Linked DNA regions of Gossypium hirsutum: region 1 is linked to region 2. A link is a contact called in public Hi-C data. All regions are on one chromosome and are shown on one strand. The core of a region is the stretch at or near the end of the contact, and the rest is flanking DNA. Distances in the headings are between cores, read along the strand shown. Region 1 holds the start of LOC107952160 (protein argonaute 10). Region 2 holds the start of LOC107897057 (2-methyl-6-phytyl-1,4-hydroquinone methyltransferase, chloroplastic).

Region 1 (6,381 bases), core at 630-3,129, 170 kb before region 2:
TCTGAATTTCTTTCAGGGATCGGCACACGCATAAAGTACTGGTTTCTCTTCTATTCTTGTACTACTTTCCCTAACCTACAAGTAATAATTACACTTTCTGCCTGAAAATATAAACAAATAAGGAAAATGTATGTCAGTGGAAAAACATCTTCAGAAGGGTAAAATACAAATGTTGATCTATGTTAAACACACTTGCGTGAATGTCCCATGTAAAAATGTATCAGAATATTATTATTTTAAGGACTATATCTTAACATCATGTCATGTCTGAACATATACCAAAATATATGTCAAAATGTATTGAACATAAGTATTTTAAAGAACAAATTAAGAGTAAAAACTAAAAGGACAAGGGCACAAACTCCAGACGTTTTTGCTCCTGGCAAGCTTTACCGTTCTTTTGCAACACTAGAACCCCAAATCTTTCACCTTTTTTTTCAGCATTTAACTCCCTAAAACTACAGACTCCTAAATTTAGAACTCAAAAAAATATATAGACTTGGAGAAATAGAACTATAAAAACCATTCTGCAAACCTATGCGTGAATTAAAACCACAATTGTTCCAATTTTTGCTTCTGAAATATTGCTAAAAAAAAAGACTAAGCAAAGTAGAGAGAACCAAAGGCACAAAGCCCCAAACCTGCAAGACTGCAACTTAAAAAATTGGTAAGCAAAGACAAAACTGAATATCAACTCCAAAATCAAACCTTCTTGAGAAACCTCTATTGTGAAACCAATGACCATTTAATAATAATAATTTAATAGCAGCCCAAAACAAAAACAAATAGAACTACCCACAAGACAAAAATCTATTCCCCTAAAGCTTGTCCCTACCAAAAACTGAAAACTTTATTAGGAAAAAAAAATCAGATTAGAAATGAATGAATATAAGCCCAATCAGATAAAAACATAGGAACAGCATTGAAGAAAGTTCATTTATTTTATTTATTTCAATGTAAACAACATAATTTGAAACCGTAAGGTACATAGAAAGAATAAAAGCCATCTAGAAAAAAACAAAAAAACAAGAACATGGATACAAAGAGAGGGAATAAACATTGAAAAGGGCAAAGAAATCACTATCTCGTGGATATTCCAGAAAATGAAAACACAAAAAATTTAATGCTTAATAGTAAAATGAACCCATTAAATGGAATCATAAATGTTACTAGTATATATTCGAAAACTCACCAACCAAGTGGAAACCAATATGCAAAGCACTTAACTTTGAAGGCAAAACAAAGAAGAGAAAGAGGAAGAGGTTAGAAAAGATGGGTTGAAGCCAAGGAAGGTGAAAGACAGATTGAAAGAGAAAGCAGAAAAGGAGATAAAAGATGGTTTTTTTCTAGGAATGATGGAGAGACAAGGGAGAAAAATAAGAGCAAAGAAAAAAATTTTAAAAAAAAAGTAGGGAAGGGGGGGAGTGAAAGAGAGATGATGATGATGATGAATCTTTATACACGCATGCAAAGTGCTTTTGGTGTTTTCTTTATCACGTGTAAAAGCCTTTGTAACCCCCCCCCCCTATCTCTTTCTCTCTCTGTGGATTGCTTTTAAAAAAACATGGCTTTGGCCTTACCTTAGCATTAGCCTCTCCTTCTCCCTCTCTCTCTCTCTCTCTCTCTCTCTCTCGCTTTATGCTTTGTTCTTGGCTCTGAACTGATGGCGCAGCCTCGGGGACGTACCAGGATACCTTTTTTTAAGACTAATAAAGCTAAAAGTAAAAAAAAAGAGAAGCCTGTCTTTCAATGTATAGACATTAGACATGGATAAATAATTAAATATATAGTCAGAGAGAGTGTATGAGTGGGACTGACTACGGAGATGGTGAAGGTAGTTGGATTGAAAGGAAGGAAGGGGGCTTTGGCAAATACCCCGAAAACAACTGAGGATTTAATTACAGCAATCATATATACAGTAGGAGAATAATTCGAACCTCCAGTTGCTGCCCTATAACTTTTGATTTTTGGTAGAGTGTTGGATGAAATTGAGTAAAAAAATTTTGAGTTAATGGAGTTTGGAGTTAATGAATTTTATTTTATTGTCTTAATTTAATATTGTTTAGTATAACTAATTTGATATTATAGTACATTAATTTGAAATTATATATATTTAAAAAATTTTAAAGTAAAATAATAAAAAATAAAATATTTTAATATGATAAATTTGAATTAATAATTAAGTTAAAAATTTATTATTTTAGAAAATTTTTAAAAGGGCAACTTTTTTATATATTTTTTAGAAGTTTTATATATTTTTTTAAATATATATTTTGAATTTTTGAAAATTATTTTGAATTTTTTTGTAATTTTTGTTAAGAGAGACCAATTTACTTATTTTTAAAGTTGACAGGGACTAAAAATGTATTTATACCAATCTATTATTTGAATTATTTAAGTTATTCGAATTGTGAAATTTAACTCGACTAAAACTCGAATTGAGTTATTCGAGTTGACTCTAATTATTCGAATAACTCAATTTAATTAACTTAAAATTAAAAAAAATAATTTTTTCGAATCAAATCAAGTTTTACGCAGTTCAAATTTGTTACAATCGTATTTGCATAGTGTATACTGATATAAATTTATGTAATTTAATAATTTGACCCCTTAAATTTTATGACAGGACATTTTTAAACAATAAAAAAATATGTGGCAGCTTCGTATCTTAACACATCGCAAGTTATTATAAAAAATTAAAAATTATAAAAATTATTTTACATTAAGAGTGAACTTGGTAGGTATTTGTCTTACTTTTTAATAATTTTATATAGTTTTTATTTTTCAAAATATATCAAATTTTATATTATTATTTTGTAATTAAAATATATCAAATAAAAAATAAATTTTTATAAAAGTATATATATAATTAATAAGTAGTTGGGTGCAATGATAAAGAGAGAATGTAGCTTCGAACCTTGAATATATATATATTTATTTATTTATTTAGGTCCATTCTAAACTTAATTTTATATATTTTAAATTTTTTTATAAAATATCAACTTTTATATTATTATATTTTGAAATTAAAATTTATTAAAATATTATCTCGTGTCCATAATGATCATGGACAAACGAATATCCAAATATGAATTTGAATGTCACTTTGTCCGGATTCATTCTAAATTTATTTTTTTAGAAATTTTATTCATTTTATCTTTATAAAAAATTGATTATATGAAAATCGAAATATATAGAATCAAATACTAACAAATCAATACATTATAAAACCTCAATGAATTAAAAAATCATAACATAGTAATATATAAATAGTAACAAGTTAAAGTTATGAAATTACTAAAAACATGTCTGGAATAATATCGGACAAAATGATATTCAGGAGCATTTGAATCTAAACTTCTCAGGGGCGAAGCTAGGGGGCTGGCATGGCCCCGATCTCCCCTAAAATGTAAATTTGTTCTTTTGACCCTTAAAATTTTTAAAAAAATTTTAAATTAGTAAAGGTAAAATTGCACTTTGACCCCCTAAAATTATAAAAATTCGATTTAATCCTTTACAAATTATAAAGATATAAATTATAAAAAATTAAAATTTTATCCAGCCCCCCAACAATTTGTTCTGGCTTCGCCCTTGAAACTTCTTATTGTTCATATTCATTTTGGTTGTGAAATAATTTTTATAATTTTTATATATTTATTTTAAATATTTTATTTTATTTTTCATTTCAAAATAATATTATAAAAAGATGATGTTTTTTATAACAATTAAAAATTATATAAATTTTTTAAAAAAATTAAGTATATGATGCATATAGATTATGTCTAGATTCATTTTTAATGTAAAATAAATTTATTTTTTTTAGTGCTTTGTCACATATGATTTTCAATGTCGCACCGTTAGAATTTAACAACACTATATAAAGGCATGAAAAGTATCTAAAAAAACAATTTAGATATCAAACATATTTAATTTAGCAAGCAAAATATATACTAAACCTTGTATAAATTCTAATGCATACTTATATTAATGTATAGAAGTGATAAACGACTGGATTTGGCAGCTTTAGATTCAACTCTCTTTGTATTTAGATGGTTTCGAGCTAGAATTATTTCGAGTTTAAATTGATTTGGATTCAAATTTTCATAAATTTAAAATTTCTTGACTTTAATTTTACTAATATGATTTTAAATTAATTTATTAATAATATTATTAGTGGTACCAGGTTTAGTAATGTGTGGAACTTATAAATTAATTTACTATAATTGAACTGTTTATTTTTTGTATGTAGTATAATTGAATTGTTGTATTATTAAATTAATATATTATATTAAAAGATATTTTATGCAAGCATTAAATTTAAAATTTGGATATTGATTTATTATTAATGTTTTTATTTATTATAAATATATATTTAAAAATTATTTATATTCATAATTAACATTTTTTTAAAATTTATTTCATTGTATAATTTGCTTAAATGAAAACTTAAATGAAAAATGGGCTCCTATGATACTTTTTCAACTTAAGTGTAAAGTGGTATTTAAACTTTGATTCTTCAAAGGTTACCCTCAAATATCAAAATATCAAAGAAATGTGTGACACATGATATTTTTATTTAAATAAAAAATTTTAATTTTAAGATTAAATGAAATTAAATATTTTTTATAATTTCTCACCTATCCATGGTAAAAAAATTTCAAAGCAAATCAGAATATGACACGTGCCATTTTAAAATAAATTAAATATTTATTTTCATTCTGTCTCTTGTTCCAGGTATGTAAAGTTCCATCTACTGATTTGAACCATTTCTCCCATCTTTCACAATTGCAGTGACGTACATTTTCCTAAGATCTTCTCTTTTACTTTTTTTATACTACGCACGAGGATTGACATGTAATTATACATTTATTTCTCTTTTTTCCCTCCCAACTCCAACTCAGAAAAAGAAAGCTGCTAACGTGTCATCATTTGGAACAGAGACTTGTACAGTATTGCTATGTTTCTTCTTTCTGTATATATTTATAGATTATAGATATGGTTAGCAAACGAGTGTAAAAGCTGGGCAATTTTATCCAAATCACCAAAAAAAAAAATTACGACTTTAAAAACAATTATCTAAATAATTTAAAATAAACAGTAAAATTAAATTATGGAGATTAGATGGCAGACATTTCTATTTAAATAATAATTTTTAAAATTTTGCACACTAATGGTCTGTATTTTTTTTAATCGTATTATATTGATATATATTTATATCAATATTTAAAAAATAAATTTAGATATTGACACACTAATAGTCGGCACACATTTATCTCATTAAAAAAATATTTTGGGTATATCTAATTAAACCCGAAGCCAGAGACCACTGCATTTCTTTTTACTATAATTCTGAGAGATCATAGGTTAACCTGACAACTGAACTAGAAAAAGAGTAAATATTCACCCATGAAAATTTGAGTTTAATTTTATTTGATTGTTCAATTTTTGTTGATCTGAATCTAATATGAATATAATAAAAAATAAAATAAAGATTCGTTATAACAAAACCAAGATAAGACATTATCTAGAAATAGAAACCGTGTTTAGTTCCTTTTATATATATATCCAATAGATCCAAACAAGATATACAAATTTCTAATAGATGATAAAATCTCAAAACAAAGAATCTCAAGATTCAATTATTCATTAACTACATGTATATCTTAAGATTAAGAGTAAAATTTTTTTAGTCTTTTTTTTTTCACGAGGAGTTGGAGGAGAAGAAACTCTCATGTTCAATTTTATAGTAGAGACGGAATTCATAAACAACCATCAACTATAACCCCAAAAGAACCCGATTTCGTAAACATTATAGAGGAAGAATGAAGGGGATATCTTATTGAGGTAATCAAATTGTTTCGGTAGATATGTTCCAGAATCTTTTTGATTGCTCGTCAATTTTAAGTCTATTTAAAATTAAATATTTTAAATACTATTTAATTGTTTCTAAATTTATAAATATATTACAAGTTATTTTTTAAATAAAAGAAATAATAATTTAGCAATATTTATTTGTCTTATTATAAAAGATCGAAAAATATTAAAGTAATTTTATGAAAAAAATCTAATTTAATTGTGCATATTAAATTTAAATTAATTTTTAAATTTAATAATAATGTGAATGATGCAATCATAATTAACAACATGATAAATAGTTCAATATTATTTTAAAATATAAAATTTATAATCAAACTTGGGAAATAAAAAAGATGAGAAAATGAGGAAGGGTTAATATTGTAATATTCTCTCCCCTTTTGTTGGGTTAGCGTGGGCCTTTGTTGGTTGACACCTGACATGCCCAAAATATCTTTTTTTTTAACAAATAAAGGAGTGTCGATCATCTGTGTGCTAGCACTTAATAAATATTTTTTTATCTAATAA
Region 2 (5,990 bases), core at 1,327-3,826:
AGAATTTACAATGAAGAGGTAGGTGTTTAGAATTCTTAGAACAAATTAATAATTAAAATATTCTAATCCTAATTCCACACAAAGTTAATAACAATTAATAATTAATATGATGCATATTAAAATATTATTTACTATTAATTTGTTTTTAAAAACATTTTTTAAAGCAGTTTTTATTCAAAAACCAAGAATTTGGCATTAGTTTTGAGTTTGAAAAAGATGTGATCTAAATCACTTATCTTTATTTACAATCAAACTTAAACAGTATGATTGTTCAGTATAAAATCTTTGAACAAAATCAAGTTTGTGACTTAAAAGTACAATTGTGTCATGCAAAATATAATTAAGAATGTAACAAATGCAGAACCAAAGGAAGAAGGAGAATAACATTGTGTTATGATTGGGCCCAAAGGCAGCTAAAGGGTAAAGGTAGTGTATAAACTTATTCACCACTTTCACATTTAGCAAGGCCAAGTTACAAAATCTTGGAAAGAGAAGCAAAAACACATAAGCAGTCAAATAAAGCAAATCACCAAAGAGGTAAAGAAGAAGAATTTGATCACTATTTTACAGTTCTCTGATTTTCAAATAGGCTGACCCTTGGGAACAATTTGATCTTTGAGCCACATGTAAATTGGAACTAGTACAAAGTATGCTGCTGCTAATGTCCCAAGAATAAATCGTGAAAGGAACACCAAAGGATGAACAGGTTTCTGAACATCTTCTGCCTTCGGACCCATCTGCAACAACATTTATATGTCATTAGTACTAAGGACCCAAAAGACCCAGCCAACTTTATGTTCTTATAGATGAAAGTAAGCTACCTTCAGTGGAGAGTCTCCGCCGAAGGGCTTCACTCCAGTGACAGAGCAACCCATGATCAAGCCATGTCTTCGGACACCACGGTACCATTTTGGACCAATCCTTTTCAGCTTTACATCTTTGAAACCAGCTTTTTTAAACCATTCAATATATTCTTCCTCTTTCGGAAAGAGCATCCATACATCCGCAAAAAACCGTGATAACCAGAATGTTGGGTGTACAGGACCTATAAGACAGGCTTTCCCTCCTATTTTCAGTACCCTGTAAGCTTCCTTAATCCCCCGCTGTGGGTCTGGCCAGTACTCAATACTGAACATCATAAACGTAACACATAATAATATCACAGATAAGCTTTATAAACAACTTAGACTATCCGCATAGAAAGCTTAATACCAGCATAGAATGGCATACTTTTATGTAACGCATCTTATACAACAGCCATATTGCCTAAGTACTTGATTTTCCATTCAAAGCATACCAAAAAGAGTGTTATGAATGGAACCAAATTTAGGTAAAACTATTATGGAGGCCTCTGCATTAAGAGTTAAATTGCGTTTTGGCCCTTCTATTTAAAAAATTAACAAATTAATCCCTATACGTTAAATTAAAGAGCAAACTAATCTTTCTGTTACAAATTTCATCAATTTCTACTATTAAAAAAATGGTCCTTATACATGAGCATGAGATACACGTCACACACTAAGCATCACTATTTGATTATTCTGTAAGCCATACCAATTTTTAATAATAAAAAAGATAAACTTTTTAACAAAAATAACTAATTTACTCTTTCATCTAATGTACTGAGATTAATTTGTCTATTTTGACTTTATGAAATTTGCCACCAAATTTAGCAATTCCCGTAAATTTGCTTACACTCGTAAAAATGATTATGCATAACTGAAAAAAAAAGATCATGGCAAAATTATGCATTAAGGAAGGTAAATGGAGATATTACCTCCCTGCAGACACATATCGGTCGGCATAATCAGTAGGGAATGGTAGGTCCTCCGCATCACCTTCAATAATCTGACATTCTTTCAAAGGCTCCTTCTGCTTGGCCTTAGCTAGCTGGTGAGGGGACTGATCAAGAATTGTGACATTCTTAGCATCCACATGCTTCACTATACCAAGTGTAGTGAACCCAGTTCCGCCGCCAACATCGACTACTACCATATTCCTAGAATAAAGATCAGCAGGCTCAAGCGCCTCATCCCGCATATCCTCAGTCCAATGACCAGGGTTTATGATATGATCATACACTATTGATAAAAACCTGTAAAACCAAAACGCTTCTTTCTTGTGTTGTATGAACCTAGGCTGAGAAGCCGGCCTTGAGGATGATATACTGCATCTGGTTGTTACCACCATTCTAGTCTTCTGATTCTTTGTATAAGAAAATAAACTCTTCTGGGGCAAGCTCCTAAAATGAAAATTGGACCTCGCAAATCCTACCCCTGTTGGGGCTGCTCCACTAAGCATTGAAGAAGCCATGGTTGTGAAAACCCAGAAACACTTGACCCAAATTACTCTGCTCTCTCTCTAAGTCTGATCATTCACCAAAGGAAACTCAAACAGAATTTCATCTAAACAAAAGCATTGCAAACAAATAAAGAAAATCCATACTGCAGAAATGAAATGCCACAAAGATTGAAGGACTAAAAGCTGCCCATTTCGGCATTGAACTGGAACCACACGTTGTGGTGGTGTGTGATACACTGATTGCTTATTACTCATGGACCAGAGAGCTTGCTCGGCCTTTATGTGGTCCTCGTTTCAAGGGTTAATATATTCACGGGTTCTTCTCATTATTCTCACCTATTGGGGGCGGTTACTTCAGCACTAATCATTTTACCAAGGGTTTTACCGACATATTCATCACGTAGAGACGGTTGAACGTCTTCAACTTGCCATGAGTTTGAATTTACAAAATTCATCATGTTAATTTACTCATATATGGTCTTTTATCATTTTAAAAAATATTGAATTTCATCATTTACTTTTCAAAAAGGAAGTTAAATTATTTTTTAATAAAAAATATTAATTAAAATTTTAAACATGGAGCTATCAACGTATACTTCATACTTTTTTTAAAAAATTTATAAATTTTTTATATATTTGTTGAATTTTAAATATATTTAATTTTTATATATTTTTTAAATTTATTTATCATGACATACAAGATATAATATCATGTTAGCAGAAAAGAGTAGGTGGTCTAAAAAAATCAATATTTTAATTAACATTTCGGTTTAAAAAATAATTTGATTCTTTTTTAAAAAATTAAAAATTAAATTTAATTAAAAAAAGATAAAAATTAAACTAAAAAAAATATAAATATTAAAAACTAAATTTGACATTATACCTTTAAAAAACCATGATGCTAGTGTTGCCATTAGCCTTAATGTTTCACCGCATAATATGTTATTTTCTCTTCACTTTTATTGCAGGATGCTTCTCTCAAAATTGAATGAAAAAGCACTTAAAACACTTCTTGGATAAGAAGAATAGATATATGGATACTCTTGCCTACTCAAAAAGTAGTTTTAATTTTAATTTTATGGATGCTAATTCTCAACTTGACCTTTTGTACATTTGTAATGTGCCTCCCTTTTCTCTCTTTTGATGGTTGATGCTTATACGCATATTTTGTGCAATGCTTTTGGTTAGTTTTTAACAAGTATAATGATAAAATTTGCCTTCAATATTTATATATATTGTCAATTATTTTTTTTATTTTTATAGTTAAATTTGATTATTAGTTTACAAAAAAAGTTAAATCACTTTTTAACGAAAATGTTGACTAAAATATTAATTTTATTAATTTTTTAATGATGTTGGTGTGGCAACTTACGTTGTAATCTACATATACTTCATATTGACATGATACTATTTATCTTATATGCCACATCAACAAAAAAAATTAACATTTATAAAAATATTAAAAAAAGTAAAAATTTGAAGTTCAAAAAAATATTATAAAAATGTCAAAACTATTAAAGAAAAAGCACTTCAACTATTTTTTAAGGTTGATAGTAAAATTTAACTTTTTTTAAAAAATCGAGGGTCAAATTTAACTAAAAAAATAAAGGCAAAATTAACAAAAGATGTAATTAGACTTGACACGTACCCTTAGACATGTCTCTTTGGTAGAATTCACACTCAGGTATTATCATAGAAAGGAGAAGTACCTGCATGCCCCCCCTTATGCTTCATCTCATGAGGTGGAGAGATGCGATGGGATCACCTCGCAAGGTTGCCATATCGATGGGGTGTGAGATACGATAGGGCGATCAGTCTCGTGGCTCACTTTACTTCTACTCCATCTTGTAAGGTGGCAAGAAGCGGTGGGGTGTTCCACCTCGCGAGAAGGATCAGATTCCAGGTCAAGCTCGCTCATCTCTCTTGTACTCCATATCATGAGGTGGCAAGAAGTGATGGGGTGTTCTACCTCTTGAGGAGGGTCAGATTTCGGGTTGTGAGGACGGGTCAGATTTCAAGTTGTGAAGTATCCTATAACAATTTGTCCCCCATTTTCTCAAAGAAGAGTTATAAAGTGACACTTCTAAGACAAACTTACATGTGTGAATCATGCAATTGGGGGCTTGTTATGTAAGTTTTAATTGAAAACTTACTAAGTAAGCTTTATTTTGTGACAGTGGAGTACAAAGTTAAAAAGGTTATTGGGGGATTAATTTTGGGGAAATAAATTTTAGTCGATTCGTTTTCTTAAAAGGAATTTTGCATAAATCTTGGATTGCCTCTCGAATTTTTTCCTCCATATTTTGTCTTCTTTTTATTTTACTTTTTGAATATATTCTTTTTTACCTTGTTTTCCCTATTCTTATTCTTCTTTTTTGGTTTCGAAAGACTTTGATTTGAGAATATCAAAGCCTTTGGCGAAAAGAGAGAATCATCTATTCATAAGTAAACTGTTCGATTACTCTTTTTCTTATCTTAAATTTGTTTTATTTAATATGGCTAGAGTTAGGATGGATTGGGGCGATAGGGGCTGTGGTCACAACAACCGTGGTAACTGGGATCATGGGTTTGGGGTAAAGAGTGAAGGTGCTGGTCGCAAAAAGCATTGCAAGGCTTGTGTAAATATAGGTGGCAACTTATATTGATGTACGATGAAAAAGGTAGAGATGGTTCGACATCTTACTGTTGAGGGATCAAGTTGCTGAACTTTGGTTATGACTTCAAGAATATCAAAGGTGAAGAGAGGTTAAGTGATACTAAAGAGGGTTTTTTTTTGCCTTTATATCTATTAAAAGTGAGTTTTATCATCCTTTTCATCTTTTTTATTTATTTATTTTGCACAGCCTTTCAAGAGTATAGAATCACACCGGAACAACTTGCCTGCTTTTCTTGGTGGATATTGGTCGCGTACTTTCTTGATTGCTATCTTCGGGATGAGCTTCCCCTACTTTGTATTTTCCAAAAAAAGTATCAGTTAAATATTTCCAATCGGGAAAATTTATTGGGAATGACATATTTTTTCCCCTAGGAGGGATGTAAATCAATTATTTAGAATTGGTCATCAAATCTTTGGATTAACCATTGTAAATATAGAATGGTGAAGAAAAAAAATTTAGTGATGATTTTGGTTTCCCCATTAATGGTCCCTTCCAATTATAGATGGTTGTACACAATGCGAACCCTTTAATTCTGAGCTCGTCCCTATTCAATACACAAGGCTGTGTAAGGGTCGTGTGCTAAAATTGGAGGATTTTCTAATTGTACAAAATGTATTTTGACACTGTAATTACCGGTTTTTAGTGATATCAGAACAGTGATTTTGGGACCACAATTTCAACAAGTAAATTATTTTTTTATTATTATTTTAATGTCATTTGGATTAAACTAAGGTCATATTAAAATTTCGTTAAGAAATTTTGAAGTTTACATAGTTAATTAAGTGAAAAGGACTAAATCGTAAAAAGTGTAAAAGTTGAGTTCTATTAGTTAAAAAGGGTCCAATAGCTATGAAATCTCAAATTAAGGGACTTAATGGTAATTATACCAATAAAAGAGATAGTGGGTGTTTATGGACATGGTTTTTATGGACATGGTTTTAGTGAAATTATGAAAGTTTTTAAAGGTTAAAATGGTAATTGAACAATTAATCTTAAATTAATTAAAAAAATGGTATCATCTTTCTCATTCAA

What was found. A called contact is a pair of places that touch in the nucleus more often than the background predicts.
Region 1: a Hi-C map of leaf shows a contact between it and region 2, with 2.3 times the contacts expected there. The contact joins the promoter of LOC107952160 here to the promoter of LOC107897057 in region 2. A contact is called at or near these places in 7 of 34 Hi-C or Micro-C datasets (callus, leaf and petal).

What each region holds. Positions count from the first base shown.
Region 1 is chrA10:55,379,181-55,385,561 of Gossypium_hirsutum_v2.1, reverse strand. LOC107952160 (protein argonaute 10) reads right to left here and starts at 1,879. Exons shown (of 22, transcript XM_016887441.2): 1 at 1,581-1,879; 2 at 1-101.
Region 2 is chrA10:55,208,873-55,214,862 of Gossypium_hirsutum_v2.1, reverse strand. LOC107897057 (2-methyl-6-phytyl-1,4-hydroquinone methyltransferase, chloroplastic) reads right to left here and starts at 2,576. Exons shown (of 3, transcript XM_016822395.2): 1 at 1,778-2,576; 2 at 822-1,128; 3 at 357-737. The coding sequence starts at 2,313. The coding sequence ends at 582.